Linked DNA regions of Mus musculus: all the other regions are linked to region 1. A link is a contact called in public Hi-C, HiChIP or PLAC-seq and promoter capture Hi-C data. All regions are on one chromosome and are shown on one strand. The core of a region is the stretch at or near the end of the contact, and the rest is flanking DNA. Distances in the headings are between cores, read along the strand shown.

What was found. Promoter capture Hi-C pulls out the DNA fragments that hold promoters and counts their contacts. A called contact is a pair of places that touch in the nucleus more often than the background predicts. HiChIP or PLAC-seq counts read pairs in DNA pulled down with a chosen protein or histone mark.
Region 2: an H3K4me3 HiChIP or PLAC-seq map of pro-B cells shows a contact between it and region 1, with 8 times the contacts expected there. The contact joins the promoter of Stxbp4 here to the promoter of Trim25 in region 1. A contact is called at or near these places in 3 of 39 promoter capture datasets (the 3T3-L1 cell line, hippocampal neurons and pre-B cells) and 2 of 115 datasets of contacts at active chromatin or transcription factors (large pre-B cells and pro-B cells).
Region 3: a promoter capture Hi-C map of liver shows a contact between it and region 1, with 7 times the contacts expected there. The contact joins the promoter of Mmd here to the promoter of Trim25 in region 1. A contact is called at or near these places in 4 of 39 promoter capture datasets (the 3T3-L1 cell line, liver and pre-B cells) and 2 of 115 datasets of contacts at active chromatin or transcription factors (embryonic forebrain and large pre-B cells).
Region 4: a promoter capture Hi-C map of hippocampal neurons shows a contact between it and region 1, with 4 times the contacts expected there. The contact joins the enhancer-like site here to the promoter of Trim25 in region 1. A contact is called at or near these places in 2 of 39 promoter capture datasets (cranial neural crest and hippocampal neurons), 4 of 484 Hi-C or Micro-C datasets (cerebral cortex, cortical neurons and pro-B cells) and 1 of 115 datasets of contacts at active chromatin or transcription factors (stem cell-derived neural progenitor cells).
Region 5: a Hi-C map of B cells shows a contact between it and region 1, with 7 read pairs. The contact joins the enhancer-like site here to the promoter of Trim25 in region 1. A contact is called at or near these places in 3 of 39 promoter capture datasets (cranial neural crest, hippocampal neurons and pre-B cells) and 1 of 484 Hi-C or Micro-C datasets (B cells).
Region 6: a promoter capture Hi-C map of pre-B cells shows a contact between it and region 1. The contact joins the promoter of Dynll2 here to the promoter of Trim25 in region 1. A contact is called at or near these places in 5 of 39 promoter capture datasets (the 3T3-L1 cell line, cranial neural crest, liver and 1 more), 2 of 115 datasets of contacts at active chromatin or transcription factors (astrocytes and large pre-B cells) and 1 of 9 other capture datasets (embryonic stem cells).

The regions. Positions count from the first base shown.
Region 1 is chr11:88,996,813-89,001,125 of GRCm38.p6, forward strand. Trim25 (tripartite motif-containing 25) reads left to right here and starts at 2,591. Exons shown (of 9, transcript NM_009546.2): 1 at 2,591-3,270. The coding sequence starts at 2,677. Gm11496 (a long non-coding RNA gene) reads right to left here and starts at 2,624. Exons shown (of 3, transcript XR_388949.3): 1 at 2,407-2,624.
Region 2 is chr11:90,636,025-90,640,337 of GRCm38.p6, forward strand. Stxbp4 (syntaxin binding protein 4) reads right to left here and starts at 2,084. Exons shown (of 18, transcript NM_011505.2): 1 at 2,009-2,084. Cox11 (cytochrome c oxidase assembly protein 11, copper chaperone) reads left to right here and starts at 2,160. Exons shown (of 4, transcript NM_199008.2): 1 at 2,160-2,528. The coding sequence starts at 2,166.
Region 3 is chr11:90,247,730-90,252,042 of GRCm38.p6, forward strand. It overlaps Mmd (monocyte to macrophage differentiation-associated), which reads left to right and starts at 1,747. Exons shown (of 7, transcript NM_026178.2): 1 at 1,747-2,006. The coding sequence starts at 1,981.
Region 4 is chr11:90,167,917-90,172,229 of GRCm38.p6, forward strand. No RefSeq gene overlaps it. Among named protein-coding and RNA genes, the nearest start is that of Gm11494, 26 kb to the left of the region's middle. Within about 2 kb of position 1,970, at least 41 of the 459 cell types and tissues checked have an H3K27ac peak or open chromatin away from gene starts, as enhancers often do. A contact at or near this core is called in hippocampal neurons, where this site is marked.
Region 5 is chr11:87,965,599-87,969,911 of GRCm38.p6, forward strand. No RefSeq gene overlaps it. Among named protein-coding and RNA genes, the nearest start is that of Dynll2, 20 kb to the right of the region's middle. RefSeq lists an enhancer at 1-1,007. Within about 2 kb of position 2,238, at least 83 of the 459 cell types and tissues checked have an H3K27ac peak or open chromatin away from gene starts, as enhancers often do. A contact at or near this core is called in B cells, where this site is marked.
Region 6 is chr11:87,985,522-87,989,834 of GRCm38.p6, forward strand. It overlaps Dynll2 (dynein light chain LC8-type 2), which reads right to left and starts at 2,012. Exons shown (of 3, transcript NM_026556.4): 1 at 1,722-2,012.

The DNA of each region.
Region 1 (4,313 bases), core at 1,341-3,840:
GCCTTCCACCCCAGCAGAATGTTTTCTTCTTTTTCCATGCAGACAACTACCACCACCAAAATACGAACCAGAATAGATGGGATGATAAGTCTTGTGGAAACAGAAGTCCATGTGATGAAACTTAGGGGAACCAGCGCTTAGGATGTTATGCTGGGCAGCCCCAAGCTCATCCCAGCTCCTTTGTAACAGTATCCTGACCTTCACAATAAAAATGGATGTAGGATGCCCCTCTTAGGGCTTCGTAAAGGTGTCTTGGTAATATTCTCCATTTGTTTGGCACACAGTAGGTGCCTCATAAACAATGGCTATTAGATACTATGAGATATTTACCTTGTCCTTTTGGCTGCTTAACATTGTCATCCAAGGTAAACTCCCATAATCCCTCAAGGAGCTTCTTTCCCACAGTGGAATTTCCCATCAGACACTCGGATTCTCCTGTCCACCCTTCTGTTCTGCACTCAGCCCAGATTGCAGGACTGCCTTACAGAACTAAAAACAATGTAAGCCTAAATGAATGATTTTGAAAAAAAAAAATTGAAGCTTCAATATTGTGTGTGAAGGGGGCTGTCGAGATGGCTCAGTGGTTAATAGCGCCAACTGCTCTTCTGAAGGTCCCAAGTTCAAATCCCAGCAACCACATGGTGGCTCACAACTATCCGTAATGAGATCTGGCGCCCTCTTCTGGAGTGTCTGAGGACAGCTACAGTGTACTTACATATAATAAATAAATAAATCTTTTTAAAAAAATTGTGTGTGAAGGCTGGAGAGATGACTCAGCAGTTAAGAGCACTGACTGCTCTTCCAGAGGTCCTGAGTTCAATTCCCAGCAACCACATGGTGGCTCACAACCATCCGTAATGGGATATAATACCCCTCTTATGGTTTGTCTGAAGACAGCTACAATGTACATAATATAAATAAATCTTTTTTTAAAAAATACTGTATGTGCACATATAAGAGAGAAAACATTTGTTAAATTTGGGAGTCCCCAAATCCCAAGTGAGTAAAAATTTCTCTTTTTTTTTTTTTCAGTATTGAAAATTGCTAGGCAAAGGACTTTACCACCAAGCTATATTCCCAGACCCTTATTACTTAAGTGAGGGTAGGGTGGGTTCTATGTAGCCCAGGCTGGCCTTGAATTTGAGTTCCTCCTGCTTCAGTCTCCCCAGAGAGAGTTCTGGGATAATAGGTGTGTCCCACCTCACCCAATTTAAAAGTATTATAACCAATCTGGCTTAGATGAAGAAATTCTTAAGAGACACTTGTGTCTCAATCTGTTACATTATTGAAACAGTGAACCCCAGAGAAATGGGAGTTTCCTTGGAATCTCATGCTGGGAGAGACCAGAGGGAGAATTTGTCTCCTGGGAAAAGATTTCACAGTTAGTACAGCTTGTGGGACAGAACAGCTTACCAAATGAGATTGAATCCCAGACAATGATGGGCCACTGGTAGGCTGGACCAGGTCTGGACTGGCACTTAGATACAAATATTTTTGCCTTCTGTTTTAACTCTGTTCTCACTTCAGAACGGGGAAGGTGGACTTGAGGGGTTTGCTGGGTCTCTTTTTTCTGTTTTCCTCTTTTAAGTAGGCTCATTTAATTGGCTTAAGGACCGGTGGCTGGAGCTGACTTGGGGCAAAAGTTGTGACACCCAACTTTTGTAATATTAGGTTTTGTTGTTGTTGTTTTAAAGATCATCTACCATAAAAGGAACACCAGATCTGAATGGATGACCATAGGGTCCTGCCTTTAGGGCTTGGGAGGAGATTTGTCAGAGCCCACCATCAGGAAAGAAGAGGGAGCTGCATACAAAGGCAGCACAGCTGGAGGGAAGGGGAAGGGAGGGGGAAGGGAAGGGGAAGGGAGGGGGAAGGGAAGGGGAAGGGAGGGGGAACGGAGCGGGAAGGGAAGGGGAAGACAGCCACAGTCCATAGAATTGTGTTTTGTTTCTTTTCTTTTCCTTAAATTATTATGTGTATGTTATTGGGGGAGGGGGGTGTCAATTTTGTGCAGTCTTAACCAGGGTTTTAGTAATTGTGTTTAGGTCTCATATTCTGTTGTACAGCCATCTCCCCAACCCTATTTTTAGATGTTGAGACGGCCACTAACTCTCTAGCCCGGTCTGACATCGAACTCACGGCAATCCTGTTGCCTCAGCCTCCTAAGTGACTAAATTACGGGCACGAGCCACCAAGCTCTGGGTCAACAGTATTTTGTTCTGTTTGGCTTTGAGTTTTAATAAGACCGGTCCTGTTCTGGAGGGATGATTGGTGACACCTCGGGGACACAGATGAATGTTCTCCAAAGCTCTGCTGCACTGTGCTAGGACGTAGGCCCCGACCAGGAGGGTGGGAATATTCCAGCCCCTGCGACAATTCATCTGCAGAGTGCCTCTGAAACTGCACCTGGTAGCCCTTGGGTCGTGCGTCGCTCGGGTCCGCGGGGTGTGGAGAGCATCAGAGTTCCCCAGGTCCCATAATCACCTTTGGCTTCCAGCACCAGGAGGGAAGCCTCCCGCCCACTGTCCGGCCCCCAGGGACCCACGTGACTTCCTGAAGCCCCAGGGCGCCGCCCCTCCTGTTCAGTTTCGATTCCTTCCTCGCTGCTTCTTAAGTACCGCGCGGTAGGGTGCGCAGCTGTCCCTGCGCGTCACGTCGGGTGAGCCCACGAGCGCGATGGCGGAGCTGAATCCTCTGGCCGAGGAGCTGTCCTGCTCCGTCTGCCTGGAGCTCTTCAAGGAACCTGTCACCACTCCGTGCGGCCACAATTTCTGCATGTCATGCCTGGATGAGACGTGGGTCGTCCAGGGCCCGCCGTACCGATGCCCGCAATGTCGCAAAGTGTACCAGGTGCGCCCGCAGCTGCAAAAGAACACGGTAATGTGCGCGGTGGTGGAGCAGTTCCTGCAGGCCGAGCAGGCGCGGACCCCGGTGGACGACTGGACGCCTCCTGCCCGCTTCTCCGCCTCCAGCGCAGCCACCCAGGTGGCCTGCGACCACTGCCTGACGGAGATCGCAGTGAAGACGTGCCTCGTGTGCATGGCCTCTTTCTGCCAGGAGCACTTGAGGCCTCACTTCGACAGTCCGGCCTTCCAGGATCACCCCCTACAGTCGCCCATTCGTGACCTTCTGCGCCGCAAATGTACCCAGCACAACCGCCTTCGGGAATTGTTTTGTCCCGAGCATGGCGAGTGCATCTGCCATATCTGCTTGGTAGAGCACAAGACCTGCTCCCCTACGACCCTAAGTCAAGCCAGCGCCGACCTGGAGGTAGGGAGTGGCTGGTTGAGGGTATAGAGGACAGCTTGGATCAGCTGAATTGTGGAGAGGCCATCCTGGGTATCCCTGTAGTACAGTGGGTTGCTAGAGGAGATAGGCTTTGCTGGGCCAGAGATCCCATTCCTTCACAGACCTCATGGCCTTAGGCTCCGTGGGCCGCAGTCTGGGAGTTGGGCAGTAGGAAGCCATCCCCACAGACCAAACAAGTAGATTTTATATAGCCTCCCGCTCATCCATTATCGCCTGCCTTCTCCAGCCCTCTTAGTTCTATTTTACATAGAGCACAACGGAAGGCACAGGTAAGAGTGCCTGCCCCAAGTCTGTGTTTGTCCAGTGGAGTTCAGTAGTTTTGAATATTAACCAGGAACCCTGGGGGTTACCTCTCCAACCCCTTCAGATCCTGGCAGCACGAAAGGGCTGTGTCTGTTTAGTTCATTCCACAGCTCAGGGCTGTGTCTGTTTAGTTCAGGAAAACAGGCCCAGAGAAATTAGCTTAGCAGGAACCAGGCTGCTTTGAGTCACAGCTTCTGGTTTCCTTTTTCCCTGTAGACCACAGATCTGTTGAGTCCAGAGCATGGAGCAGTCTTGGAAGCTTGAGGTTAAGGGTAACAGAAGCCTCTGTTGAGGAGGGTGTGAATGGATAGTGAGTGTGAACACAGAGCCTCAGAAATCCCTGCTTGTGACTTTGGCACTGTGGTATAGCCCTTTTTTGGTTGTTTTTAAGACTGTCTCACTATGTAGTCTTAGCTGTTCTGGAGCTTGCTATATTGACCAGGCTGGCTTTGAACTCATGGAGACCTGCCTGCCTCTGCCTCCCAAGTGCTGAGACTAAACGCACGCGCTCAGTTGGTGTAGTCCATCTTGCTGTGTGAAAATTGAGCAGGGCCTGGCGTGGTGGCGCATGCCTTTGATCCCAGCACTCGGGAGGCAGAGGCAGGTGGATTTCTGAGTTCGAGGCTAGCCTGGTCTACAGAGTGAGTTCCAGGACAGCTGAAGCTATATAGAGAAACCCTGTCTCGAAAAACCAAAAAAAA
Region 2 (4,313 bases), core at 834-3,333, 1.6 Mb after region 1:
GCAGTAAGAAAAGTAAAATGAGAGCAAAATGTTGACAATCTGGTATCAGAATGAAAGTACATGTAGAGGGAAAGGGTGACCAAACACTGTCATACCAAGATGGGAGAAGAGAAGTCTGTAACTTCAGTGACCACCTACTAGAGTGATGTCCTAGACGATGCCTACAGCCCTCAGCGCTGTGGCCACTATTCAGTTACTTCTTCAAGGCCATCATCTCCACTGTCACTAACATGCAGATGCCCCTCACTTCTGCTTCCCCTTGCCCTGCTCATTCTCACCGTGTGACTTACATCATGTTCTTCCTGCAGTGTGAATCAAATCATATCCGATCACTCCCATTTTGTCCCTTAGCCATGGCTGAAATAGCTCTGTAGTATCAGGTGTCTGTACCTGCTGTGACCCCATTTCCTTTCACTGTTAACTCTGCTCGCTCTGCACGCTCCACACGGACCCTGGTTTTTTTTGTTGTTGTTTGTCTTTGTTGATATTCAATCCTATCCAACTTATTTCTGTCTCTGGACTTGTGTACGATGTGAGATTTTTGTCTCGTGGGTAGCTCTTTCACAGTTTGGGAGTAGGCTCAAATGTCACCCCCAGGAAGACCTTCTTTTACCTCTTTAGACCTTCTTTTACCCTCCTCATTGTCACTCTCAATGACTTCATGCCATCATCAGCTAGTTTCATAGCAGACACTGTTAGTTGAAATTCCTTTATTTTACATTTATTTTCTGAGTCCTTCAGTAGAGGCTGCAGTCAATAACAAAAGTGATTGTGCCTGACTTAGTTTGGAATGTCCCCAGCAAACTAAAAAGGTGTATGGCTCAGTGAGAGTCAAGGAATACGTGCTGATTGACTGATAGCTCTTCCAGTTTTCGGTTCCAATCCACAATGTGGGGATAGTTAGACCCACAGAGGCCATCAGAAATAAGCTCTAGCTTATGGAGGTGGAAAGGTGGGCACGAGAGAGCTATTGGCTTCTTACAGCTTCTGGAAGAAGGAAAGTCAGTTTTCTTTAATGGTGCAATTGATCACACCGATCACACTCACAGACTAACACATCAATGAGTTAGTTCGCCTTCAGCCTGGACTCTGGATAATAATAATGTGGGGGGGGGGGTAGTTTTGGGAGGAGCCTGGAGTAGGGGATGAATATGACCCAAATACAGAGTAAAATACCCTCAAAGAATTAATAAAACCAAACCATTATTTTGAAAAAGAAATGACCTAACTTTTATAAAATTCTTACTATGCTTCAAGCAATGGCAAAAATCATATTATATTCTTACCCTCCTTGAATTACTGTGATTTCCATTCACGAAATAGGGCCATCAGGTTACGGAGAAGTCATATTAAAATTAAACTTATGCAAGGACAAGACTTGTGTAAATTCATTGATGCTTAACCTCCGAATCTGCTCTCAGTGCTATTTAATATTTATTGGTCCTTGTTTGTGGAACATTTAGAGAACTGAAGAAAGCTTTAGCGTATTTCCCAGGGGTCTGTGCCTGCAAGATGCACGTCTTTATTCCTTCAGTCCCTCCTTTAAAGGCCCTCCTGTCCTGGTCCCTCTATTCTGAACAAACTTGGTTTTTTCGGCGGCTGTCTGACCTAATGGTTTTGCTGGGTAAACAGCAGAGGGGTGATGAGCGCAGTGGGAGACATCTGCCCATGGGGCTGAGAAGATGCACAGGTCGGGGTGTTGGAGAGAAAGGCGGTTCTCATACTAAGTGTTCCAGAAAGAGGGACGTTGGTTTGCCTGCGCTCAGTCAGCGGCGGAAAGCAACGGGGCTGAGCGAACCCCAAGTGAGAGCCCCGCGGCAGAGCTGCCGCTGGGGGCCGCTAGGTCGAGACAAAGGCTGGCGAAGTTTGGGGAGATGGGGATACAAGCCCCAGTGAGGAGCTTGCACGCCGAAGGCCCAAATGCATTTTCTGCAAAGTAAACTAAAGAAGCATCCCAAGGAAACAAAAGTGCGAGGCACAGTCACTTAGCAAGAAAACGCGAACTTACCCTCTTCGGGCCACCCGGCCTCCGTAGCGCCACTGCTAACTGTGGAATCTGGTAGTCAAGGCAGCAGCGGAGGCTCAAGCCGGGTACCGCGAGACTCGCGAGGTCTCGCGAGATCTCGCCAGCGGCCCCGCCAGGCGGGCATTCTTTCCGGGGGGTTATGGGAGGGCTCTGGTGTCCGGGATGGAGGTTGGTGGCTTCGTGTGGCCGGGGCTGGAGGCAGCCCGGGTGGTCAGGGCGGACTGTGGTGAACGCAGAGCTGGTGCTTAGGCCCGGGTGGGATGGGCTCGGAGGCGCGGAGCGGGGTCTGAGACGCCTCGGGACATGGAAGCGCCCGTGCGGGGTCCGGGGGCCCGCGACGCAGCCGCCACGGCGGCCGAGGAGCAGCAACCCTTTCCAGCGCGCGCAGGAGGACGAGTGGCGGCGGCGGAACAAGACGGTGCTCACCTACGTGGCCGCGGCCGCCGTGGGCATGCTGGGGGCCTCCTACGCCGCGGTGCCCCTCTATCGGCTCTACTGCCAGGTAAGGGAGGGGACGAAGCGCGGCACGGATCCCACCTGAGCCATCCCCCTGCCGGGGAGGCCGAGGTCACCCGCCGGAGGGGGGAGGGGGGCGTCGCCTCGGATCCAGACCGGGAAGGACGTGCCCAAGGTCACTAAAAAACCTTGCAAGTGGAAGCCGGTTCCGGTAATGATGGAGCTGGTGCCACCCTTCAAAGGGCTATCAGCACAGCCATTCTGTGAAGCGCGGGGAGAAGGTACCGCTGACACTTGGTGAGTTAGAGCGGCTGTCGCATACCTGGAGGTTCACAGGACACCTCCCCTGCCCCAGATAGTTGTCCAACCTAAAATGCTAATAGTATACAGTGGTGCCGAGACCCACAGAAATGGAATTGACACTCCTGTGTTCAAGCTTTCCTCATTCTAGGTTAGCATCATCAGCCTAGGCTAGTTTAGCATCATCAGGCTAGGCTGGGTTAGCCTGAGGTTTAAAAAAAAAAAAAAAGGAAAAAAACCCTAAAATCAAGTTCCACGTTAAGCACCGATATTTCCAAAAGAATGCCCTGTTACTTGTGGAATCAACGAGTTTTAGAGAAGGAAATAAATAAATAAGGGAAGCCATAGAATGGTCCCTCTTCATGAGCAAATTAAAATGTAACCCAGGAAAACTGTGACAGACTCAGTAATATAGGCTTGAGCCCAGGACATTATTTTTCTGTTTTCTACCTTTTAGTTTAAACACCAAACTTGAGAAACTTCAATAACATGTCCCTAGAATATATAAGGAATTGTTTTGTTATTGAAAGACGGAACACTTAACTTGCTTTTTCTTCAGCGGATTTAAATCCTTTATGAAAAAAAAAATAGTTCATCTTAAAACTGAGTCTCTGAAACAGAATCATATCCTTACCTGTTAACTAAGGTCAAATTTATGATTTCTCTTTTAGGATTAAAGTTTAATTTGACAATATTGAGAGAAATTGAAAAAGCTAAGTAACGTGTGTAACAAGTGAAAGAAAGATAATAAAATATTAATATGGTAGGGTTTTTTTTTTTTTTTTTTTTTTTTTGCATCTTCCTTTAGCCTCATTCGGCTTTTTGTTTTTCTGGTGTAAGAAAGGTGAATTATCTGGCAGTGAGAATTGTGATAACCTCAGGCAGCAGTGTGTACACCTTGGAAGTAACACCACCTCTACCTCTAATGAGGAAATAATGGTGATGGGGAAACGTCAGACACAAATTACTCTTTTGCTACTTTAGGGTAGTTGGCGGGCAGGGTAGCCAGACAAGAGGAAGAAAGTCAGGGCCTCATTAACTGTGATGAAGGGTAAATAGGTGTGTATGCAGAGAATTACAGCTAAGAGGCAGGAAAACATTAATCTCCCAAGTGGGAAAACAGTCATGATGCCCTAGGAAAGCAGAATATAAGAATAAAGTTATGAACTTAATTTGAACTATAAAACCCATGGTACAGAAAAGTATACACAGGAACATGGATTCCTTGTTTAAGTTAAAATGACCAGGTTTGGTTCAACTTTTTAAGTGAATAATAGTTTATGTAAAATATACTAGCCAGCGAAGGGGACTGTGTTTAATGAAAGTTACACTTGAAAATATTTGGTATCCTCTCAGAGATTAATAGTTTGTCTTCAAATTTTGCTTTTCAAAAGTAGGAATCACTTTAACAAATATAGGCAAACCGTTGATGCAGTTACAAGAATGGCCAGAGGTAGCATACAGTTTGGCTCCAAGTAGAACATTCAATCGCTTTCCAAATGTTACTTTTCTGCAGTAAGTCCGTGAAGAT
Region 3 (4,313 bases), core at 497-2,996, 1.3 Mb after region 1:
GTGGCTAATTTTCAGTTATCTTTTAGTTAGTACCTTTGTTACTGCCCCTTGATCGTTTATAAGGGGAGTGCCATGTAGTCAATTGGTAGATTTTCAAGCTATGCTAGTTGTCAGGCTTTACTGTGAGTGCAAAAGGAGTCAGGTGTGTGTTTTAAGAATTGTGCTGTTTTAAAACTTAGGGAGAGGCCGTTGGCATACTGACCTGATGGTATCTGGTGCTTCGTGTTAGAGGAAGCTATGTAGGAATCTGTTTTGCATCGGGCAAGTTTCTTTTTCACTCCCTGATCCTCTTTTACATTGATGACTCCCCAACCCCCACTTCTCTACATTTAACATATGAGAGAAAACATTTAACATTTGTATTTCTGAGCCTGGTTTATTTATTTCATTTCATATGATGATATCTAGTTCCATCCATTTCTCTGTTCCCAGAAATGTAGTTACTCGTAACCCCCCCCCCCCCCACACACACACACTGAAGAACAATCCAGTCCTCCTCTATTGGAGCCGATTGTCCTTTTAAACCAAGTGTGCAGCTTTGGAATGGAAAGATCACTCCCGAGTCTTCATTTTTTTCCTTCTGGCTGACTAATTTTCCATGCTGTCTCTAGACACACACACCACATTTTCTTTCTACATCCTTTGGTAGGCACCTACACTAATATAATAACTTGGCTATTGTAAACAGTGCCACCTTTCAAAGCCTTGGCCTCCATACCTGTGAAATGAGTAACATAATTTTGAACCTAAGGATTCCTTCCAAGATCAAAGCAATTGTTGTGGAAAGCACCCCGGGGCACTTAAAGAGAAGGACACTAGAATGGTGGGTGAAACCATTCCCCGGCATCCCCCCATCTTTCATTCGTTTCAAAAAGAGTAAATACTGCTTCGAAGCTGGCCCTAAGTCCCTCAAGAAGGTGAAGTTTGAGGAGTGGGGGATGTGTGTGGGCAGGTTTCCTGGATGGGAGCACACCTGGATTTCAGGAGTGATGCTGACAGGTCCTGCACATGTCAATTCCTTTTTTCCAGTATTCTTCTGAGTGTATTCACTACCTCTTATCTCTTCTCTCCCTAGGATCTGCTCTTCTGGCAAGTCCTTTTAGCTTTACAGAGGTTTAGCAAAAGGGGCCGATTCAAGTCTACTCTTTCCTTGGAAATTTCTTGGGTTAAAAAATAGAAAATAAAATGGAGGACGTAAAAAGATCTCTCCAGAAGAATCCCCCTGGAGAAATTCCAATCTCTTCTTTATAGGACAGCCGTGTTACTAATCCGTCTTTACACAGCGTAAAAGGTGAAGAAATAAATGAAAGGAAGGACGCAGAAATGAATGAAGGCTGGATAAACGATATGGGGCCAAGATTAGAAGGCAGAGATAGATTCTTGCTCGCTGCCACTTCCGGCACAGCTGCTTCTAAGATTGTGGGCCATCTCCTACACACCGTTGTTCCTTCCTCTCTGTTGCAGCTCACACGCTCAAAGCTTTAATGCAGAGCACCGCCCTCCCAGCGCTCCTCCCCTTTCGGCTAGCCACACCCCTCGGCTCTGAGGTTCCGCCCCACCTACCGAGCTTCAAGGGAAATGAATGGCAGCGGAGCCCTGCGCCGCTCCGGACACTGATTGGCCACTGGGCGCGGTGACGCGCAGGTGGCTGCGGGCGCACGCAGCGAGAGCAGCGGGCAGGGGCGGAGCCGGGCTCCGGGGCGGGGCCCAGGCACCCGGGGGCGGAGGAGCCAGGGAGGCGGGAGGCGGGAGGCGCCGGGGCCGTTTAAGCGGCCTCCCTCCCGCCCCCAGGCGCCTGCTCTGGCCCGGGCCCTGTGCTGACCGACCCCCGGTGTGGCCCACTCCGGCCCTGCCCAGTTGCGTGGCTCCCGCCTGGCACGCCAGCGGCCTCGGAGCAGCTCAAGCCCATGAGGCCGGCGCGCCCTGCCGCCGGTGCAAAAGAGACGGAGCTCCCGGCCCCCGCGGTGGAGCGGTGGATCAATGCGGTTCAGGAATCGATTCCAGCGGTGAGAGTTCTGCGGGGAACGTGCTCCGTCCCGGGGGATCCCGAGCCCTGACGAGGACCGGCTCCCGGGAAGACTCGCAGTTCTGCGATCCCCTTCCTCCAGGCAGCTTGGGATCTGTGCCCCGGGACCCCGCATCTGCTTTGCCTCCTCCATCCGCTTGCAAACCTAGCTTGGCCCTTGAGATCCCCATCCAGACACCGCTGCTGCTAGCTTCTAGCAGACTACTCCAGCCTCAGAGCCCCCTCCCCACGACTCCACTCAGGGCCTCCACCCTTATACAAACCCCAACGTGAGGTCTCTTAAGGCTGCTGCAGCACCCTGTGGCGATGTTTGTCTTACAGCGGGTAGGAGGTCTGGCCTGAGCTTTTTGAGGTGTTTTGTCGGTGGTTGGCCCTAGAGACAGGGAAACTGAGGCACGCTTCTCTAGGTCCAGCTTTCCTGATGGTGTCCGGAGGGGTTGTGTGTCTCGGGCTAAGAACCTAATGGTGTGCTATTTGGGGGATTTTTTTTTGGCAGGGGCAAGTTAGCATTCAGGTGGAGAGACATGCCTTTGAGAAACCTGGTTTTAGGAAATAGGGAGAAAGAACGGAGGAGGCGCCACCGGAAGGCGGGTTGTCTGCTCTACACTAAAGAGGTGGTAGGGTAGCCCGACTTGAGGGACATAGTGTGGCCCTTCTCTCCCGGGTGGATTACCTGCGTGGAAGGAATGATGAAGGCTGCCGACCTATTGTTCCCAAAGAAAGCTCTGGGCTTTAATGTTTCTAAGTGGGTGAAAGTTCACCCATGGGGTTTCTGGTAACTCCATCCCTTTGTCTGAGCCTGGCAGCCATACCCATTCCCAGCCCTTCACCACCAACAGGGTAGCCTAGTGTGATGTACCAGAGAATTCAAAAGCAGAAATGCTTAAAATCTTCCGAGCAGGCTATTGAGTTTGAAGTGGTCTTTCTTTTTATTTTAAAATGTAAACACACCATTTAGTTTTCCTTTCCCTTCTTTCCCCTGTTCACTCATTAATGCTTATCTCATTTCTTCCAGTCTCAAAGGGTAAAAGAGCCAACACAACATGCACAGGATGAGGGTGGTCTTTGCGCTCAGTATTGGGGGAGATCGGCTTGAAGATTTGGATTGCTTTCTGAATATTGCTTATTACTTGGTGGCTGGAAGTCTGGCACTATCGTTGGAGGAGAACTACGTCTCTATGTCAAAGGCAGAAAGGAACCTTGGTCTTTCTCGTTTAGAACCACAGTGGATTTAAGAGACTCTGTAACGTGTGTGAACCTCATGTCCTGTGCGTGTGGGTTGTTTGTCTGATTCTTTCCTTTGCATGTCTTTGTGGGCTTCCTGCTTTCAGAGACCAGTAGCTATATTCTGCAAAATTACCCCTTCCCTATTTGACGAAGAGTTTGGGTTTCTAGTCTATCCTTTTGAATTCTATAAAAAGAAGGAAAATGTCTGTTTTTGCTTATTGTACCAACATTCAGAGAGCTCTAAAATGAAAAAATAAAAACCACCTCAGCTGATTGAGCAATCTTTTTTAATGGACAGAATTCACTTTCATCCTATTTTGGAGTCTTACCCATTCAAACATTAGAATACACAGGGGTTATCTTTCAGAGTATCACAGAATGTAATTGTTGAGTAGGTGTATATTATAGGTGTATATTATTGTGCTCTGCAAATGTTAGTTGTGTCTTTCTTGGTGATCCCTGGGTCTCCTTTGATTCTGATTGATGCAATCCCTTCATTACCTCTTTCTCTATTATAGCCTAGACTATTTATAAGCATCAATTTGAACTTGAGAATCAGCCTGCAAATACAAAGTAATATCAGAAAAGTCCTGAGTTTTATGATTCACACATTAAAAGGTTGAAAATTGTCTTCCACATCTTTTTGTCTTCATGAAACATTTTGGTGTGCGTCCAGGGCGGGCAGATCATACGGGAGGCACACACTGTCTCTGAACTAATATGTTCTTTTCCTTGACATACATGCTGGTACTCAGTTGAGGAACAGTTCATTAGACAATGGTTTATAGCTCTGCCTAAATAAGAAAATACCTTACAGTTCCACTCAAGGTGGAGCCTGGGTGGTTACTGTGGCTTTGGATCATCTTCCAGACTTCTGCCATTTATATGAGGAAGGCTGTAAGGGAACAGTTAAAGCCACAAAAACAAACAAACAAACACCAAAGTAAACCTTAGGATGTGAAAAAAATTGCCCTGGGCTGCAGCGTGTTTTCATCCTTGCTTTATCTCTCTCAGACTGAAGACACTATTCACTTGCCTACACACACACACACACACACAC
Region 4 (4,313 bases), core at 720-3,219, 1.2 Mb after region 1:
TCACTCTCGCCCTCCAATGGGCGTTTCTTGGTACTGCAGTCAGGAGAAGCCTGAAGAGGCTGATAATGCCTCAACCCACATCCTCTTTTTATCTTCAGACTAAATAGCGCCCGTGAGCAACCTCTCCTGAAGGTTTTCTCAACACAGGAGAGGAAATAAAGACGATAGGAGAGTCGGGGTGGCTCAGCCAAGATATTTGTGCCAGAAGAGGAATTCACACCTACATGTCCTATTCTTTGTCCAAAACTCAGATACAGTCCTTGGCATGCAAAGTAATCGCCTCCCCCACTCCTCCCCTGCCCCAGCACCTCAGCAGAGAAACTCAAATCAACAGAGCTATAGATTTTAGACTCTCTGGGATAATCTCAACCACTTGTGACAACACCTCCATAATGGTCAAACGATGGGACTGATTTGTGAACACGCCAGTGTGACAAACCCTTGTCGCAGGTCTGCTGGGCCTGACCTGAGGCTGGGAATGAGGGTAGAGTGAGTAATTACTGTCTGAGGCCTCCACAGTCCAGACAGCAAGGCACCCTAGAATAACAGTTTGTGTGTGCTCTAGTCCTGGGCTGTGCAGGGTTCTGAGATTCAGAGGCCAGGAAGCTGAACCGCGAAGGGAACCATTTAGGATTCAGAACTGTGGCCAGGAGCTTTTCAGAGGAGGAAGAAAGGACAACCGAAGCAAGCTGGGAAACTGGTGACACGGGAGGGAGGGAGCCAGTTTTCTGGGGCCAAGTGGGCATAGCCTAGTTTTGCCAGCTCTACTGGGCCAAATATTTTCTTAGGATAGACCCAAGGTTTCCAAACCCGAGTTTGTATAGTTAGAACCCAGCGATCTAGTTAAAGTTGGCTTATTTTGTTTCCTGACATTAAAAAAAAATAATAAATAATAATAAAAAAGGCTAAACAGCAAAATTCTCACTCAGAGGGCGCCCTCTCTTGGTAGAAGATCACACATAGCCTTCTTTCTAAAAAACATATTTGCCTCTTGTACACTAACACATACACACACACACATCCAGATTAAAATCTACAGTTTGTTTTGGGGTTTTTTTTGAAGGGGGGTGGCTGGAGAGATGGCTTAGTGGTTAAGAGCACCAACTGCTCTTCCAAAGGTCCTGAGTTCAATTCCCAGCAACCACACGGTGGCTCACAACCATCTGTAAAGAGATCTGATGCCCTCTTCTGGTGTGTCTGAAAACAGCTACAATGTGCTCATATAAATAAAATAAATCTTAAAAAAAAAATCTACAGTTGTATCCTTGCATCATCTTAAAAAGATAGCAGCCCTCTAGAGAGATCCCTTCAGTGGGCAGTAGGAGATGAGGGAGAAAATGGCCTAGACTAGAGAACAAGATTCCACAGGCTTCTGATCTGGAGCCTTTGAGCCTCTGTTTATGCAATTAGTGTGAGATGTACTAAAAAACCTAAGTCCCTGCTTCCCTGGACAGTCCTGGGCTTCTAAATTTATGGCTTGCCGTATCTTGGCTGACTATAAAGTGCTTGGTTACTCGGGCCATGTTTGCAGGAGTTGATGACTCTGACTCTAGCAGAGAATCTGCCCCAGGAGAAAAATATTGTTTCTGGCTGTGGCCGCTATAGTCTCTGATTTTCCACAGCGGCCAGAGATAATTGGCCCAAATGATTTCCCCTTTTCCTCCTTCTCACGATTTTCTCACAGTAAAAGGCCTGTTTGGAGACGGTAAATAACTGGCCTGTACCCAGCAGGACTGCAGCGGGCTGCAGAGGTTGCACCCTGACGCCCACTCAAACCCGCAAAGCTCCTGAAGAACAAATATGAAAGATGCGTTTTGGGTACAGCGAGGGATTTTTGAGGACATCTTACTGAAGGGCTTTCATACTTTTTCTAGCTTGCGTTGAAATGGGTTAGATGTATTCAGGATAGGCCAGATGATAAGAGTCCGGAAGTGAGCTTGTGGTGTGGCGGTTTCTTAGGATTTGGAAATTCCCCGCACAGTTTATTCCAGCAAGTGCCTAACACTAGGGAAGACCAGTACAGTAGCTGCGCGGGGAGATTGGACCCGGTTGCGATCGGCTGGAGGTCATATCAAGAAAAGACAACTTACTGTTTCAATTGCTACCCAAAACGTCATTGCTGGCATAAAGAATCGGGGAACTAGGAACATACATTACCATCCAGAACCTGTTATTGTCTATCGTCGGGTTTCCTGCTCCCAAAGGGAAGGAAAAATCCGACCACAATGCTAAGGTTTACCTGGCTTGTGGTCTCCTGATGCCCTCTCCTGGCCAGTATGGCACAGTGCGGCTGTTTGCATGGAGAATAGCGCTGTGTGTGTGGAGCTAGTAAGTGTTAAATGATAGTAAGAGAAAAAGAAAGACCTGGGATAAGAAAGAGGGAAAGAGTCAGGGCCCAGGGACACGGGCTTATAGGACAACACACAAGTCTGAGTCCACAGAGCTTAATATAGTGCAGCTAGAAGGCCAAGAAATGTATAATAAAATACAGCCCTTAGTATTTGCAGATAATAAAGTGGATTCATGAATAAGAGAGCAGGGGAGAAAGGAAAAGAAAGCATGGGAGGGAGGGAGGGAGGGAGGGAGGGAGGGGAGGAGGGAAGCAGGAGCACTGGAGTAACTGCCCCAAACTGCATTTTTCTCCCATCTGTCTTCTGAATAGAAAGATATGGGTGTGCTCATCATCTGAAAGATTTTAATATCATATAAATCCTCCAGATATGTTTTGAAGACTTTATGTTTGAGTCACCAGAAAAGCTAGCCACACACTTCTGTGGAGTCACCAATTCCACATTGTTTTCAAAGATAAAACATCGGTTGTGGTGTGGGTCATTTAGAAAGCTTGCGATGCCTAGATGAAGGAATTTGTAAACTTCAGGCAGAAGCAAGGACCCCTGATGTCCTTGTGTAAGAAGTGCTAATCCAGTTTGTATCACTTGACTTGAAAGTATATCTGTGGCACAGACCATGGGTCACGATGGAACCAACGCTTGTCACGGTCCTCTAAACATGCAAAATGGAGGCTGCTGACTGATGGCTGGGAGATATTTGAAGCTGATTCTCATGTTGCATAGCAAATACTTGCTTCCCTACTAGGTGAGTGGGCTTGCTCGGACTTCCAGATCTCTTAACTGCTGTACAATGTCCTAGTAAACGAAATTGCAATAGCAAACAGACCCCTTCAATCATTTTTTTTTCCATTTACATTGCAGTACCAAGAAAATACTCTTCTTCCATATGGGTACCAGGATTCCATGTTTTGTCTACCTAATGGCTCCAGCCTCCTATGGAGCCTATCCTAGGTCAGAGGAACAGATAAACTCAAAAATGGCATCATCTATCACATCCTTTGGCTGCATCCTGGGCCACACCCAGCTCCAGAGGATGCTAAGAACTGTGATGTAGCTGTGTGCCTAAGAAAATACATCCTGCCAATTAAATTCTTGCCCATGACTACCAAAGCTTCTAGTCACACAGTATTCTTCATTAGCCAAATCCTTTATTCATATATAATCCTTATTATATTGATGTCTATCATGCCACCTCAAAACCACAGCCCTAACAATTATGAATCATGTTGCTTCAAACAAACTGCCAACATGCCACAGCTACATTCCCTTCCACTCATACAGTGGATGATAACAGACCTTATAGTAACATAAAGATAATGTGAACTAACACAGATAATGCACTCAACAAGGTGTCAACTGATGGCGTGACCTTGGGCTAACTTGCCTTTTTCTTTTGCCAAATCGAAGGAGTTGGTTAAATCTCTGTTGGTTTTGCGTTGTGCTTAAAGCATTGCTGGCAGTAGCTCTTTCATTCCCCTCCTAGGATGACTTTAGTCTGTTGTGATGAGGTAACAGGAGCAGAGCAGAAGACTCCCTGGCTCGGGTGTAGCATGCTGGTAGAGTGCTCGTGTAACATCCTTGAGGCCCTGGGTTCCACCTTCACTAGTCCAACGAGCAGGAGGAGGGGAGGAAGCAAGGGGGGGAGGAAAGGAGGTTGGGGAAGGGGGAGAAAGAATATGCACATATAAATTAAGTCATCAAAAGAACAATTTTAATTTTATTAAAAAAAAAAAGTCAGGCTGAGTGTAGAAGCTTGCACCCATAATCCAGAGTAGGAGTGTTACAGGTTCAAGGTCAAGCTGAGGCTACCTAGTGAGAGTAACCTGGACTACAAAGTGAGATTTTTTTTTTGTCTCAAAATAAAAACCATAACAAAATGAAAGGAGGAAGGAAAAGAAGGAAGAAGGAAGGGGAGAGAAAAATGGAAAGCAAACGATTATTCCTAAATTACCTGTGGGTGTG
Region 5 (4,313 bases), core at 988-3,487, 1.0 Mb before region 1:
AGACAGAGACTGAGACAGAGGCAGAGAGAGAGAGAAACTGGGAGGGAGACAGAGAGAGGCCCTGCAGAAGCCCATGGGAAAGAGAGCAGTTTAGTCAAACATGACAAATTCTATATGAGGAGTTGGAGGGGACACCAGGGAGCCATTGAGGCTTCTGGAACTATCCAGGCACAGAGAGGGAGGATTGCCTGACTTATCACCTGAGGCACAGGCTAGCTGGAGACACAGATGATCAGCACCTGGTTCTCTACACAAAATGCCTCCCTTAGAGTGTCCCTGAGCCCCAAAGGCCCTAAGGGGAAGGAACCCCCAGGGACAGGGTCTTGTGTTTGCTTGGAGAGGCTGTGGGAGTGTTAGGAAGAATTCAAAGCTGTGGTAAGCATCCTGCAACGGGGACCACGGTAGGGAATGGTCTATTCCTGGTGCTGAATACATCTACCTGTAGTCAGAACTACACACACTGCACACCAAGTATGTGATACAACGGCTAGAGACGGGGCAGAGGCAGGAAGACCCTAGTTCAAAACCTGGCTCTGCCTCCCATTGTGAGCTCTTAATGTCTGTAAAGTATCAATGACAAGATCTATACCCTGGTTTGCTGCAAGGATTAAAATAATGATAATGTCTATAAAAGATAACTTGGCTGTACATCCCCGCCCCTTCCGGCATCTGTGCAGTCCCGCATGACTATGAGACTCCTCCCATCACAGAGGCTCCTCCCACCACCGTTGGTCTGTTTCTCATCCTGCCCTTGAGGTGGTGGCTTGCACTAGCAAAGAGTAAAATGTTTCTAGAACAGCCTTGAAGAACGATGACAGCTGGCTTCTTAGGAGTGCGTGCTCCTAGAAGCAAGCCCAGGCTGGTCCGCCAGCTGATGAGAGACACGTGGCCCAGTTACCTAGGCCGCTCCAATCAACAGCCAGCAAACTCAGCAGTCTGCAGACTGGTGCCTCCCCAGCAGACCTCCCTCGCCTCAGGCCAACCTCAGAAACAGAGGGAACAGCTGCTGGTGTAAGGTATACGGTAAGATCCCGTTGATAGGTTCAGACTTCCACACAAGATGAAGAGTCGCCAACAGCCTTATCTTCTTGTCGAGCAATCAAAATAACAAGGCAAGAATCTGGGCACTGCGGGGAAGGCTAACGGATGACCACAACTGAGAGACAGGAAAATAAACAATGAGAGTCCCACCGTCCTGCCTAGGTGCGGATGAGGGGCAGCTAAGGAAGCCAAGGATTACTGAGCTCTGGAGAGTTAAACAGAGGCCAGAGGACCAACCAAGGTGGCCAACTGCTGGAGAGCTGAGTGCCACGTAGAGAGCAAGCCCCAGAGGTGTGCAGGGCCTCCGCTCTGGTATTCAACAGGACATTGATCAGTACATGTGTGTAACAAAACTATCTGACGCCCGAGAAAGGCGAGAGAGCCATAGCCACGTATTTCCTGCCTAGAGCCAGAAATAAGAGTGAGGGTGAGTATCCTTCCAAGCCTGCCTAATGAAAGCAAGGCCTGGAAGGACCAGACTGTTACCAGATAAGTGAGTAAGGGGGGACCTGAGTTCACTCCTCAGGATCCACGTTAATAAAAAATGGGACATGGTGACTTGGGTTTGTAACCCCAGCACCAGGCAAACCTCGTCAGGAGAGCTCCAGGCCAGTGAAAGATCTTGTCTCAAAAATCACAGTGGACGGACCGTAGAGATGGCTCAGTGGTTAAGAGCACTGACTGCTCTTCCAGAGGTCCTAAGTTCAATTCCCAGAAACCACATGGTGGCTCACAACCATCTGTGATGGGATCCAATGACCTCTTCTGGTGTATCTGAAGACAACTACAGTGTACTCCTATAAATAAAATAAGTACATCTTTTTAAAAAATCACAGTGGACGTTTCTTGAAGATAACCCCAGAGGTTAACCTCTGACCTCCACATGCACACACATAAAGTAAAAATACAGATGCAGTGCTCAGCAAATAACACATTCAATAAGTTACATTTCCACCCTTGCAAAAGCCTAGACAAAATGGCTTTTCCTAGCTGCACATCCGCTTAAGACTGTGGTTTAAAAGCCAAAACAGAGCGTTCAGGAGAGCATAATTTTCCAGGCTCTGGGAGTGGTTTTTAACACAAGAGTTCTGGTTCCAGCATGGCCTTGCCACCTGCGGCTCAGGTCAACCAAACCTCTCCGGCTCTGTGCTGCAGTATTCCTTCAGACCAGAAGATGGCGCTGCTTCTCCACGGGTATTCAAGTACATTCACGTTTTGAAGCTTGAGGGTTTGAGGGTTTGCATACCCAGGACAATGGTGCTTGCTAGGTAAAGCGAAACACAACGGAGGATGTGACCTCGTTTTCGAGAACCTTACATTGGAGTCATTACGAAATATGAAACTAGAACTTCTCCGGGTAGAAACGTCAGAAAGTGCTAGCTGCTGTAAAAACTTTCCTTCCAAAAGCCTAAGCTACTTTCCACAAGGCACACAGAGACCAAAACATTTTTTTTTTCAGGAGCTGGAGGGATGGCTCAGTGGTCAAGGCTGGCGGAGGATGAGAGTTCAGTTCTCAGCATTCACATAAGGCAATTCACGACCACCTGTAACTCCAGTTCCAATTCGGAAGTTTAGTCCATTATCATCATGACAGGCAGCATGCGGACAGACACGGTGCTGGAGGAGGAGGAGGAGGAGGAGGAGGAGGAGGAGGAGGAGGAGGAGGAGGAGGAGGAGGAGGAGGAGGAGGAGGAGGAGGACGAGGAGGAGGAGGAGGAGGAGGAGGACGAGGAGGAGGAGGAGGAGGAGGAGGTGAGAGGTCTACATCTGGATCCGTAGGCAACGGGAAGAGATGGTGAGCCACTAAGACTGGATGGAGCTTCTGACATCTCAAAGCCCCCCCGCCCCCCCCCGCCTCCCCCGCCCCCCCCCCGCCCCCAAGTAACACACCTCCTCCAGGGAGGCCACGCCTACTCCACCAAGGCCACACCTCTCAATAGTACGAGTCCCTAGGAGCCTCTGGGGCCATTTTCATTCAAACTCCCACACAACTGCAGATGGAAACCTAAACGTTAACCCAAATGTCTAGGGTTCTGTCCAAACGTTACAATTCCTACTTAGAAACCGGGTCTTAAAAGAAGTAGCAGGAAACCGAATCTGGCCCAGGGCAGGTGCTCTCGGGACATTTGCTAAAATGAGTGAAAGTTTCTCCTGCGTGTCACTCCACAACGCAATGGTTTCCATCTCCACTTTACAGGTGAGAAACCCAAGATTGTCCATAGGGGCCTGACTCAAACTTTGAACCTTTCTTTGTTTAAATGTAGGTGTGCTCTGTCTACCTGCCAGAAGAGGGCATCAGATCCCGTTTCAGAAGGTCATGAGCCACCAAGAGGTTGCTGGGAATGAACTCAGGACCTCTAGAAGAACAGCCAGAACGGTTGAGCTCCTGATCCAAACTTTAAACAGCCCAGAGGCAACACCCAGCCAGGCACGACCAGGTGTGATGGGCGTGCCCCTAATCTCAGCTTTTAGGAGATAACAGCCTTGCCCTCAGGTACACAGGTACTAGGAAGTGTTGGCACGTCCAGTGTTCATAACCAGTTGCATAAATAGTAACTAGTATGCATCTATATAACCATGAGGGCACTTTAAGGGAGATAAATGTGGCTTAAGGAATGAGGGTTTTTCACTGAATGTGTGCTGCTTTTACACATATGGTAGAAACGGTGAAAGACCTTTGTTGCAGAACTTATTGCCGGGCAGTGGTGGCGCATGCCTTTAATCCCAGCACTTGGGAGGCAGAGGCAGGTGGATTTCTGAGTTTGAGGCCAGCCTGGTCTACAGAGTAGTCCCAGGACAGCCAGGGCTATACAGAGAAACCCTGTCTCAAAAAAACAAAAAACAAAAAACAAAAAAAAAAAAAAAAGAAAAGAAAAGAAAGAGAGAAAGAAATTATTTAATCCCAACCCGGAGTTTCTACCCTGCATTTAACCCATTAGTTCCCAGATAAAAGAAACAGACACACACTGCCTTTATATTTACAATAAGCCTTAAACAGCACAAGAGATGGACAGTTGCCTACCTTCTATGCTATTAGAATCTACTTTCCTATCTATAACCTGAATTATTACTGCTTACCATGTTTCATCTGGGCTGCTCTTAACTCCACTTGGCCAGCCCTCAGGGCCAGGGTTTATGACTCAGCTAATCCTTGGCTCTTCTTTCTCCTGCACTACCTTCTTCTTCCTCCTCCTCTTCCTCCTCCTCCTCCTCCTCCTCCTCCTCCTCCTCCTCCTCCTCCTCCTTCTTGTCTTCTCCCCCAGCCCCAAGCC
Region 6 (4,313 bases), core at 762-3,261, 1.0 Mb before region 1:
ATTTCATAGCCATGCTTCCTGGGCTGTGGCATTCACCGTACAGCAAGCAACCTGACTTCGGAGACTGACCCACATGGACCCTTCTGCAGCCTACAGTCATGTGAGCTACCTTACATCCAAAGAAACAAGCTACAGAAACCCACCCCTGCCCGCTCTCATCACTCACGGCAGTACTGATCCCCCTCACCTCAGCTCCAAAAGCAACACTGGTTGTCCCCAGCCCAATGGGGACGGACGGGTTTCTGACTGCTCAAGGCAAGACTGCTGGGATCATTCCAAGCTGCTCCTTATCTATGTGCACACTACCCACGGAGATGAAAAGAACCCAGTCCGTCTAACACACACAATGTATTTGTGACAACTTCCAGGCCAGGCACCTTGGTCTGACACTGTCAAATGAAGCAAAGCTTCTTCCACGGAAGCGACACTGGCCAGTGTTTAGCTAAGATGCCCCCTACCCCAGAGAAAATATGGAGCCAAGGAGTCTGTGGTGTTGAAGGAAAGGTCGAGTGATGCCTATTCAAGGCCGACTAGCTCTGTGACCTTGGGCAGCCAATCATGTTTAAAAAATAATGGCTGAAATGAGAGAAAAGGAACAACCTCCACGAGGCTTGGGAAGAGAAAAAGGCTGATGTGATGAGACCTTTCTAGAAGAAAAAAAAAAAAAAAAAAACAATGTCACCTGGTGGCCTATTCCAGGTTCCCACTCAGAAGGGGGCAGTGTTTACAAATCCAGAGGTTGGGGGTGGAGCCTGGCTACAGACAACGAAGTATGAAACTGGCACCATTTTGCCAAAAAAGCTCACCTGCTTCACCGCCTCCTCCCCAAAGTCCGAAGGATCAACTTTGTCACAGTAATTAAAAGCTATCTTACTCTCTAACAGAGAGAGCCTACGATTACATAATGCTGGTCTTGTGACTACAATGCCACGATTCTTCACCCTTGGCCCCTCAGGCGTCGCAGAAAGGTGAGGCCCAGCCCTGGCAACCCCTATCCAAGGTACCAGTGAGAAAAGGCTAGGGAGCCAGACGCCCAGCGATCCTTTCCTAGGGAGGTGGGGGGAGGGGGCGGAGCTGGGCCTCCAGATAAAAGGATGGCCAAAGGGCCCCAAGCCAGCTTCCTGAGTCACGAGCCAGGAGCTCCTGTGAAAAACGCAAAAGGAGCACTCCAGGACAGTTCTCAACCTCTGTCCCTGGTCTTGCGACAAAAAAAGAAAAAAAAGGGGGGGGGGGCTAAGCCTCCAAATGACACGGACCGCCCTGCACCATTCTTTAACACGTACAAACGTTATTGCCTCGTTTCGGATTTCCAAAGGGACCGTAACCCCTCGTCCCAAAACACCGCCCCCACCATCTTTTCCTCTAGCGGGCAGGGACCCCCGAAGGGCAGCACCTGGGAAATGAGAAAGCATCCACCTCCCCGCCGCCCTCCGGATCCGCAGGCCGCAAGCCGGTCCTCCGCCCTCCCCCGCCAGGCCTGGAGAGGCGCCGGAGTGACCCGGCGACCTCGCTGCAGGAAGGACGCCCCGAAGGGTGGCGGCGGGAGGAGCCGCGTCGAGCCCGAACCCGCACTGGCTGCCCGCGCTCCCCGGACCGGAGAGGCCTCCGTGCACCACGGCTGGCTCCCCTCCCCGGGGCTGCGGGGCCTCCAGCCAGGGCACGAGGGTCTCCAGAGCCTGGGCCGAGTCGAGCGAGGGCTGCCCCCCGGGGCCCCAGCTCACCGTCACGCAGGCGAGTCCGCACAGGCCCCTGGGGAGCAGCGCTGGGCTGAAGCAAAGCTCGAGCAGGGGCGGTGTCCCCTGGGCTCGTCCTGCAGCAGCAGCCGCTGCCGCCGCGGTATCCCCCTGCTCCCGCAGCCCCGGGGCCGAGCGCTCGCACTGCTGGTCGCCCTCCGAGCTTCCCCGGACGCCCGCGCTCCGCCTCGTGCCACCCGGCCGACCGCCTGTCTCGGCTGATACCTCGCCGTCCGCTCCGCTCCGCCGCTGAGCGCGGCCGACGCGCGGCCCTGAAATAGAGCCCCGCCCCCGCCCCCCTGCCGCGCGCGCCGCCGTCCGCGCTCCCCATTGGCTGCGCCCGCCCGGCCCCGCACTGCGGGCTTCTCCCCGCGCCGCTCTCGCTCCACATCTTGTTTCGTCCCACAATGCCTCGGGGCGGAGGAGGGGGTGGGGAAGGGGAGCTGGAGAAGGTGGGGGGAGGGAGCCGTGGCCTTAGGAGGAGAAAAGAGGACGCATACCCTGTCTGCCCAGGCCCGGAGAGGCCTGACTCGGGAGGAATACATTCCGCCCAGAAAGGAAAAGGGAGAGAGGCGTGGAGAGTCCAGTGCCAAGGAAAAAAGAATGGAGGGATGGAGATTTCAGACTCAGGAGAGAAGGGTCCCAACTTTGGAAAGAGGCAGGATAGGGTATTAGAAATCACCAGGGACAGAGGAAAATTCATTTCCCTAGGCTGGCGACACTTGAGAGAACTGTCAAGCCCCATGGTGAAATAAAGGCAACAGTCCTCAAGACCCCCCCCCCCCCGCGCCCCTGCTTTCACATTCGCTTTTGCTTCTAACTCAACCTTTGTTCACGAATCTTGAGACCTTTCTGCCTATCCATAGCTGGAACCCTAAGTACACTATCATCAAAAATACCGGAGGTACAGCCTCTACCGTTCGGGTATGGCCTTTGGGGGATAGAGGTGCGAACCATTTCTCGGGGACTCCTGTATGAGCTGTGAGGTATCTTTTAAAAAACGACTTCACCCATAGCCCTCAAATATAGACAACACACTGGGGGGAGGTGTCACACTCCTTTAATCTCAGCACTTGGAAGACTGAGGCAGGCAGATCTCTGAGACAGCAGCCCGGTCTACAGAGTGAGTTCCAGGACAGCCAGGGCTACACAGAGAAACCCTGTCTCAACAAGACAAAAAACAAAGTGTAGACAAACACAGATTCAGACCCCTTGCCAGGTCAGCTCCTTTAGACCACACATGGATGGCAGCCTTTAAAGTTCAGGAAGCAAACATTGGTGTGTGTGTGTGTGTGTGTGTGTGTGTGTGTGTGTGTGTGTGTGTGTGTGTGTGTGTGGTGTTACAGAAAAAACATCGGGATTTTTCTTCCTAAGCTTTCATTCACAAAGGGGCTATCTAAAATCTTCAGTGGGAGGTCAAATATTCTGGCCTCGGTGGACGTTAGGAAATTGCCTAGCATAGCTCCTGTGTTCACCTCTTTCTCTCCCCTCACCTAAACCATGAGAAGTCAGACTAGTCCTGGCCTTAGCCTGCCCTGTTTGGGAGTATCATAATTTAGTGTTCATTATGTGTCCAGGACAACTTGGAAAACTGTCCCCTCAGGCTTCTCCATTCCATAGCTCTGTCTTTTTCCAGTAAGGGACTCAGCCAAGCTAGGCCTGGGGTATCCCTTCATCCAGGGGGTATTCTGATGTCAGCCTGTGTTAATGAATGAGGGGTGGGGCACATGTGGGGAGGGGTGAGAGGACAGATTGTAGAGTTCTTGTGGAGAAAACTCTTAGGAAGTTCTTGGAGAAAGAGCTAATATCCTCTTTCCCCAGCCTTCATTAGCTTCTAAGATCTGAAGGTCACAACTACGATATAAGATTGTATACAAGATGTCCATTGCCCAAGGACATCTAACGGAGGGAACAAGTGGAAGCACACACTCTACTTGCTTCCTTCCTGATGTGTCTTGATACAAGCCAACACTCAAATGATCTTTTTCAAGGGCACACAACAGTGACTATGAATTTTTATGTCCCTACTGTGTTCTCCCTACTCCTCTTGCCCAGAGTAGATGAGAGATAGAATATTCCCAGTGTGGAATATAATGGGATAAGAATTAGGAGATAAAACTCTCAGATAACAAAAGATAGACTAAGACTTAAGGCTCTTCAGAAATTTGGGTATTAGAGTGGTGTGTGTGTGTGTGTGTGTGTGTGTGTAAGTTTGAGACTGGGGCTGTAACTCGATGGAAGAGTGCATGCTTGCCCAGCATGCTCCAGGCCCTGAGTTTGAACCCCAAACACTATGGCTCATGTCTAGATAACAGTTAACCTTTATGAAGCCCTTACTCTGTACCAGGTACTAACTGCTTCCAGTGTAATGCATTCTATTCCACCACACTAAACTGTTTTGAAGTGAATGTATTACTGTCCCCCTCTGGATGAGTAGTTGTTAGTGTAGTTCAGGGGCTTGCCTAAAGTCACCCAGCTTTGTCATCTGCAACATTCAAACCCAGCTTGTTCCAAGTGCTTACCACCTTAGCCGTTAGACTTCGGTGTTACCTAACAGTAACATAAAAGTATAGAGGGACT